Linked DNA regions of Cyprinus carpio: region 2 is linked to region 1. A link is a contact called in public Hi-C data. All regions are on one chromosome and are shown on one strand. The core of a region is the stretch at or near the end of the contact, and the rest is flanking DNA. Distances in the headings are between cores, read along the strand shown.

Region 1 (4,517 bases), core at 242-2,741:
ATCCTGCAGAAATCATTATTGTATGCTGATTTCAAGAAAGTTCAAGAAACATGTATTATTATTATTATTTTAGACTTTTTCAGGATTCTTTAATGAATACAACTGTTCAAAAGAACAGCATTCATTTTATATAGAACAATATTTAACTAGAAATGTCATTTTTAATTAAAATTACCTAGAAATAACTTTCTGTTAGTGTGCTAGCTTGTTACCAAAGGACCCTAGGTAGTTGCTAGACTTTTGCTAGGGTGTGCAGGGTCAAAACAGCCCACCCTACTGTATAAAACCACTACTAGTTGCTGTAGAATTACATGAATCTCTGTAATGTGACAAGCTTTTAAAGTTACAATGAGTAAAAAACAAACCCGGGTGGGGTGGGGGGGGGGCATACCTTAAGATTGCCTTCAGAAATTCATAAGAGCTGCCAGTCTGTTTGATCCCTGTGAAAGCAACATAGATAGATCATCACACACTTTATCTAGCTTAAGAGACTAGATCATTTTGTGAATACATGAATGAGACACGTGCACATGTAACTTATCAAGTAAATCCATCCATCACTCATAGATTTTGTAGACTGCTGCAGCTGCCAGAGCTGCTAGATGATCTAAATGCAAATGATCTGAAATGCACTGACTAAATGCTTCTCCTACTCCTGCGGGACGCGTGTGAACAAAACAGAGAGCAAAACACATGCTGAGAGTTGCTCAACTCTACCCTCCCCACCCTCCCAAAGCCCTCTAATATACAGCAGTTCTTTAATTGTGCTGGTGTTTTCCATCAAAAAGACTAAAATGTTCCCCAAACAGACCCCATTTATCCTTCAGCAGCCCAGGATTGATGTGATATTAGCAGGGTCTGTGACCCCATCCCGGCCAAGAACCAAAAACCTATTTGTTTTATTACATTTTAAGGAATTTTTAATACAGTCTATTAAGGCTGTCTTACAAATCTCCCATGGCTCTACCCCATCTGCGGCCTGATCAATTTTTATACTACTGATCCGTCCCCTTCCTTCTTACTTTGTCATCGCAAAATTCATATTATATAGGATTTTCTTATGGAAAACTTGCCATAAAAATACGTTACTACATCTGCTGATGCGCACGGGAGGCTGCCGCGTGAAGACGGAGAAGATCAAATTTGTTTCAGCGGTAAGCAGAACTGTTTAAATGTTATTTATTTTCATGCTCCAAAGAAAATATATTGTGAAGTGCAACATTGATTGAGAACATAACAATGTCTCCGTATAGGCGTAGAATGGGCCGATTTATGAATCCTTTGCTCAGCTCCTTTAATTGAATTTTCCAAATCTCTCGCCACACAGAAATAATCAATACCCTCTGTCCAGGCGACAAACTTGCCTCAGAATTATTGCACTCTCTCTTTTCCCATTTTGCGCTCATCAGCAACATGTAGCGTGAAGATCGGGACTTGGTAATGCCTGAATGAGCCAGAAAATTTACAGCCGATCTGATTGTTTAGGAGGGATGGTCTCTCTTGAACGCTTGGGAAAAACTTTTGTCAGTTTCGCCATAAACATCTTGCTTGCCAGTTGCCCTTTCGCCCAAGGTTATGTTTTGGGAAGCCATTAGATGAAGGGGCTTCCGTTAGAGACATGGATTCAGCGGTTTGCCTGTCAAAGTTAAAATATCCTTGTGGATTTTCTCAGCTGTCTTGGCGGTATCACGCTGCCTGGTGCTCAGCTTGCTTTTACACAAGTAGTGCCATATCCTCGGCATCATATGTCATCCGCACCAGCTCCTGTATTGCTCAAGTGCCACTGTCTGTTTGAGAACTCTAATAGCAATGATGTGTCTCTATGAAATCCAGGGTATTAGTGATCCGTGCCAGGACCTAATGATGTCCCAAGAGAGCTTCAAATACAACATCTTCAACTACTTACATATGATTTGTCTAAGTATCATTTATTTAAAGCCGCAAAAATAGTTCTGGGCCAGTTGCGAATGGAGAAAAATATCCAATAACCATATGAACACAAATTAGGGAACCTGAAGTCACTTCAAGCTTTGACTTCAAACACTAATTAGAATGTAAGTACTCGAATGTAACACATTATTTGTACAGAACATACTCTGATGTTTAGTTTGATAAATGAAGTCTGCTTACTGAAACAATCCATGTTTAGCTGCGTTTCTGTGAAAATGTTTTCGTGGACAATCACAATCTTTTCCTGGAGACAAGGAATTTGATTTTGTCATAGCAATCTAATTCACAACTCCAACACAGAAAAAGCCAGAAATAGGCACAAATAAAAAAAAAAAATCTAAATTAAAATGTTGATAAATTATGTTGATATATAACAATATAATATAAGATAATATAATATAATATTTTAAAATGCAATTTATTCTTGTGATGGTAATTTTTCAAAATGGCTTTTTTATGCATTTTTTTTCTTGTCAATGCATGCTATAATGTTTTAAAAGGGTTGATTCTCTTTCTCGGGACGTAAATGTGAAACCACTCTTTTTACTGTTGTTGTTATTCTCTACATTGATATATTTCATGCTCCACCGTGTGATCAAGATTGTGATATTCCTTTGGTGTCGAGCTACAAGCAACATATACGCAGAGGTCCTCGAGTGTGACTAATTAAAACAATTTCAGGCGACCTTATCTTAAAAACACGTTGAACTTCATCACAATCCAACCATTGAGTTGCAACAAATCACCATTGTGCGATTGAATCACAAGTGCAGCTTTGCTGGGGGCTGAATGTGTGCTTGAAATAATCGAATTAATTCTGTCCCACGAAGACGAGTTCTGGCTTGTTTGTGTTAGGAAAATGAAAAAGAGAACCTTTTATTTGTGCGAAGATCCAGACAAATGTTTATGAACACGCCGAACTGACAAATGAAATCTCATAAATGGCTATTCAGGGGTCCCATGTGACCAAGATCAAGAACTTGTGCTAGTGCTTGAAATCAATCATGACTCACATATAAGTGGAACACAAAATGTTTTCTTTCTCTTTCTCTTTTAAGGAAAGCAGTGGGCTCAAAATCATCATACTGTAATTGGAATTCTAAATGGCACATCATTTATCCCTGTGTCAGTGTGTAACAAAGACTGTGTTGTGATAGGGAAACATTCAAGATTTGAAACATAACTAATTTTGTACTGCTTGCTATCTGATCTGACAGAATTACTTAAGATTGAATATCCACTTAAGATAAGTGTTTTCGTTCATGCTTTTAAATTGTAAATGAATTCTCAAAGTCAATTCTGAACATTCATTTGATTCCAAATTCACTCACCTTGGAAATGGCCCTTGTTTGTGTCTGCTCTATGTGCACAAGATGCAATTTTAGCACCTAGAAAGTAAATAATTTCGTTTTATGTTTCACACACAGCAAGAATTGATAGCCAATACTCTTAATAGCAAATAAATTGTTTAAACAATGTCTATAAAGCGACCTTGAGAAAGTGAATCATTTTATATCCATGCATTATGCAGTTAATGCATCACAGCAGAAAAGAGAAAGGACTCACACAGATTCTCATGTCTCTTGAGTTCAGTTTGTAGATCAGCAGGACTCATCAGCAGGAGACTCCTCAGCTCACTACTGCCCTCTACTGGCTACAAACAAACATTCATATAAGAACAATCTGCCATTATATATGGCATTTCTGTTGCAACCTCAATAAGTTGCTTCACACATCAAAATAAGCTTAGCCTAGTATATGTCTGTACCATGTATACAGGATTGAGGCACCAAATATATCTAATATATCACCAAATGTATGTCTGGTGGTTCAGACCCTGAACTAGTCTAAGTGTAGTAGGGCCAATCTATAAACAATCCTTTAGTACATACACTACAAAATGATACACTGTGGTTTTCTTACTATATTAGATCCACATACCACTAATGTTTCCAGCTGTTGCCTGTATTTCATGAGGTCCTTGAATGATTTTTGCACCTTAGACCTGAGGAACAGAATTCTGATGGGGAAAAGGTATTAAAAAGCGAATGAAAGACCAAATTTGAAACCACCTTGTTAATATTACTTTTATTTGATTTTAATAAGGTTTCATTTGTTAACATTAGTTAATGCATTAACTAACAAAGACAAATACTTATTAAGAATTTATGAGTTAATGTTCAATTTCAACATTTAATAACACATTATTAAAACCAAAAGTTGTTATCCGTTAATATTATTTAATAGACCTGAGCTAACATAAATTATCTATGAACATTTTTTTCTGTTAACAAAGATTAATAAATAATGTAACGAATGTATTGCTCATTCTAGGTTAATTCATTAACTGACATCAACTAATGGAACCTTATTGCAAAATGTTACCAATTATTAATACAATATTTATTAATTATATTTGCCAGGACAAAATATTTTAAACGTATTACATTCTTGCAGAAGATTTGCTCGATAAGGAGGACACTGAATTCCAAATTCATATTCAGTATCCTTACTAAGTCTGTGAGAAGACAAGCTGACTAAGAATAAGATATTCATTTATTTTTAAT
Region 2 (4,400 bases), core at 1,161-3,660, 140 kb before region 1:
AAGAAATCCTGAACCCTTCTCAGTTAATGGTGTTCTCCATAATACACCAGAAATGATTAGGCATAATTATTACTCATGATCTCCAGGCTTAAGGTCATTGTTTACATTTTTTTTTCAGTTTCGTTATTTACTTCTGAGTTTAACATCATCGTCTTGTAATCAAAGCCGTTGTGCACTAACCATATACTATATGACTGTATATTGACTACTACACTAATGTATACCATATGCTTGCATACTGACAGTTTAACAATTCATGATCAACCCGATGTGTCAGTATGTCAAGCCATCGTCTCACAAACAATAAACCCTGCATTTCATTGATTCCCCCTCGTCTGCATCGTTAAATCCCTAGATGGGTTTAACAAAAGGCGCATTTATGGATTATAGACCCATGGATAAAGTCTGATTTTAATGCACAGAAGCACAAAGGCGTCATACTGCTGTCTTGCAGCTTAGGGTGGGTCACTCGGGCATCTCTATGGATGTGCTTCAAAACCTAGTAAGGTATCTACCTAGACGGCATTCCAAACGCGCCTATTAGACCAAAACGTGTAGTCTGGGTAGGCAGCTCACTAGGATTTGAGACACAGCCTATAAACTCAGCGTCTGCTCCAGCTAACTCAATGCCTAGGCCTTATTTGGGAAAGACTGGCACGCTCGCCAGCTGCATCAGGCAGCAGACAAAGAATGGTCGCAGGCCGCTGGGAGAATATATTTAAACGAAATAGCTTGGAAGTGCGTTAGATATCCTTACCTGCTGATTTTCTGGGCAAATGCGCGGCGCTCAGCCATGACTGTAGCCGCTGAGTGCTCGAGTAACTCCAGCGCTCCAGCCGCGATATTCCTTCCCCTCCCGTACCCGTATTTTCACAAGCCCCGCCTCCTGAAGCCTAGATTAAGTCTGTGATTGGACAGTTGAGAAGTCACTCATAAAGCCGTAGTAACCATAATAAACAGAGAGAAAGCCGGGGGCGGGACTTGTCGGAATACGGCTGGGGAAAATAACCAGGGGGCAAGGAAGTCGACCGTAAGTTGAAGTCGGCCGCGTGCCGCCATCTTGTAGCAGAACTTCACTTGCGTTAGCATCCCATTGACTCCCATTCACTTTTGCGTCACTTTGACAGCGAATAACTTTACATCTGAGGCGTTTAAAGACTCCATTTGTCCATTATTTATTTCTAAAGATACACGACAATGTATAAAGGGCTCCATTACCTTCTATGTTACATTATGGCCCCGTAGAAACAGTTTTTGTAAAAAATAGGCTAACGATTGCGTCATAACCACTCGACTCTCTGTCGCACAGTAGAGAAATTACCGTACAGACAGGAGGAGAAGCTCGCAGGCAATCGGGGAGACGTCAAGAGATATGGCGTACTGGCGTTACATCTTTAAAATACTATACAAAATAATTAATCAGAATACTTACTCCTGCTCACTCAGGCCAAAGAACTCCCCGCTCGAGCTCGCCGTCTCTGCAAGATTAACGATGGCAGTTTGCACGCACAGCTACTAGAAGGTTTACATCTGTCAGACAGGTTGCTGACGTCATCAAGCTTAGTTTGAGTCTGCGCGTCAGAAACGGAAGTTCTAAAAATCGCTAAAAACGGGCTTCACTTGTCTCAATTGAGTTCCAATGGGGTCGCTGTGTCCATTTCTTTTACTGTCTATGAAAATAACGCGCTCCAGACGCACAAGAGAGGTGAGAACGTACCGTAAAGCCGGAAAAATAAACGCACACCATCTTTCGGTCTTTTGGGATCGTGGGTTGGAGTCTTCCCAGTGATTCATATCCTGTGCGTACAATAGAGGGCTCTTTTACAGGAAGCTATCTGTGTAGGGAAAAGTGTGAAATGCATCCGTTAACACTTCCACCAGTCGTGTAATCTGTAGACAATGACAGCTTTATTGGTGTATAAACACATCGGGTTTGTAATAGTGGTTGTTCCATTTTGACTCTTCTGATCATAAATAATATAATGATATTTCGTAAAAAGCAAAATAATGCTTATAATGTGCAGAAAACCTTAAGTAATAGACAAATTTCACAAAACCGGTTCAAAAAACAATGTCAAACCACTGTCAAACTCATAAAAGACAAATAACAAACGTCTTACAAATAAAGACACACTGTAAATATTATTTCTTGCTACTTAATTGTATGACAGTTTTATCAGTATGCTGATTAAGTTGGTCTTAATAAATGTTATTTTATTATAACATAAAAAAAACTTTCCAGCCGAGAGATGAAATTGATTTTAAAAGTATATATATAATTTATTATTATTATTATTATTATTATTATTATTATTATTATTATTAAAAAAAATTGTACAGTTCTTTAGAAAGAATAATTCAAAAGAACCGTTTAGTGGAAATGAGTCAGACCGGAGCCGTAGAGAGATGGCTCTGAGTCAGATGTCCTATCACTATCGTGACAGCGCCAGACGGGAGAATATCTGAAATACCGCGAGATCGAACGAGATGGCCGCTTCCTCAAAATGTAAACAGAAGTGAGTAGATGCACAGTGAGATAAGTATAACAAGACATGCGAGCAGGTATGTTTTAAAGTTTATATTTAATTGTTTAATTGCTTATTTTACAAAGCATTCGCCACTTGTTTGCATTTACGCTTATTGTTGGCAGTTTTGTAAACTGAACAAGTTTGCTGATTAATTAGCATGCTAAGTTAGTCAGCCATTAACAGTTATCTTGAGATGCATTTCTGTTAATGTTATGTTAAAATTCTTGCCAGTGATTTGATGGTTATTTCATATGCAACGTTATCGCATTAATGCTTGTGGTGGAAATGTCATCTAAGCATTAAAGAAAGTAAAATCAATGGCATGTTTCCAAGTACGATGGAAGTTAACTTGTTTTGGCCGTACTGAAAACTTTTCACAGAAACTCCATCGTATGTGTTGTGATGGGTTCTGCTCCGTGGCTGTTCAAATGGAGACTAAAGGGACCGACGAGGTGGAGAAACTGAAGTCCAAGGTTATGTCAGCATGGCACAATGTGAAATATAGTACGTAACGAGAGATCTTACATGTCACTAGGATGTTAACGTGTTAATTTCCGGTTCATCTGACAGTCTTTCACATGTCACAAAATTGACATACCTGTACACGTGACTAATCATGAAGTGTTTTTAACCCTTCAGGTTGGGCTCTTAAGTCAAAAACTGCCTTCAGCCGTAATTCTCCTGTTTTCTTGTTGGGGAAATGCTACCACTTCAAGGCTGTGGGTAAGATGATTTACACAGAACGTTTAAACCGATTTGATAATCTGTCAAATCGCTTCACAAAGTTTTATTTGTGTATATTAAATTTATGTTTAATATTTAATATATCTTGCATTTTAAAATAAAATTTACCCACTAATATTCTAGGTGTATAATGGAATGTTTATGCTAACTGTTGTCCTCAGATGATGAAAGCCCTACTGAGAGTTGCACTGCCGAGGCATTAGATGACGATATTGTAACAGGTAATGTTGATGGATTTCGCAAGGACTTCACCTCACGAGTTTGGCTGACCTATCGAGAAGAGTTTCCTGCTCTTCCTGGCTCCACCATCACCTCAGACTGTGGGTGGGGTTGTACACTCCGGGCAGGGCAGATGATCTTGGCCCAGGCTCTCTTGCTTCACATCTTGGGTAGAGGTGAGATCGGGTCATATGTGTATAATGTATGTATTTCTATGTGACATTGAAAATGTATTCACCGGCAGGCCTTCCTAAACATAGATAAGTTAGTTTCATCATTAGAACAGATTTAGAGAAATTTAGCATTACGTTACTTGCTCACCAGAGAATAGGTGCTGTCAGAAAGTGTCCAAACAACAGATAAAAGCATGATTCCAGTCCATTATTAACATCTTGTGAAGTGAAAAGCTGTGTGTTTGTAAGAAACATCCATCATTATGACATTTAGAGTCCTTAATGACCATCCTTAAAGTCCATCCTATGTTTTCTTCTCACCAAAATATTTGTTTAGAACTGTTCGCATGTTATCCATGCTTGATCTGTGCATATACTTCTCTCCTAATTCAGACGAAACTACTTTTTTACTGGAGAAAGCAATATTATGGATAGAGGACTCAAATTTTAGTTAAAATGTCTTAATGATGAATTTATTATTGTTACAAACATACAGCTTTTTGCTTAACAAGGTGTTTGATTGGATGGACTAGAGTCATGTGGATTACTTCATTTTTCACATTTTTATTTTTGGCCAAACAATTTGTTTAAACAGTAGAATTTAAAAAAAAAAAAGAATATAACAGTTTTCATATGAAAACAGTCAATGTGAGAGCTGCAAAAACCATTCTGAGGTGTTTGTTGCTTAAATCTAAGAAGCCGAAGTTTTCATCTCCTCATTTGCATACTGAAATTG

The links. Hi-C and Micro-C count contacts between places; a contact is called where the count stands out from the background.
Region 2: a Hi-C map of skeletal muscle shows a contact between it and region 1, with 5 times the contacts expected there. The contact joins the promoter of LOC109085276 here to the enhancer-like site in region 1. A contact is called at or near these places in 5 of 8 Hi-C or Micro-C datasets (liver and skeletal muscle).

The regions. Positions count from the first base shown.
Region 1 is chrB6:17,696,720-17,701,236 of ASM1834038v1, reverse strand. No RefSeq gene overlaps it. Among protein-coding and RNA genes, the nearest start is that of LOC109054749, 4.6 kb to the right of the region's middle. Within about 2 kb of position 1,491, at least 1 of the 8 cell types and tissues checked has an H3K27ac peak or open chromatin away from gene starts, as enhancers often do. A contact at or near this core is called in skeletal muscle, where this site is marked.
Region 2 is chrB6:17,833,255-17,837,654 of ASM1834038v1, reverse strand. LOC109085276 (cysteine protease ATG4C-like) reads left to right here and starts at 2,410. Exons shown (of 11, transcript XM_042725991.1): 1 at 2,410-2,562; 2 at 2,909-3,032; 3 at 3,168-3,251; 4 at 3,434-3,667. The coding sequence starts at 2,921. It overlaps LOC109092740 (dedicator of cytokinesis protein 7-like), which reads right to left and starts at 912. Exons shown (of 48, transcript XM_042725999.1): 1 at 758-912. The coding sequence starts at 795.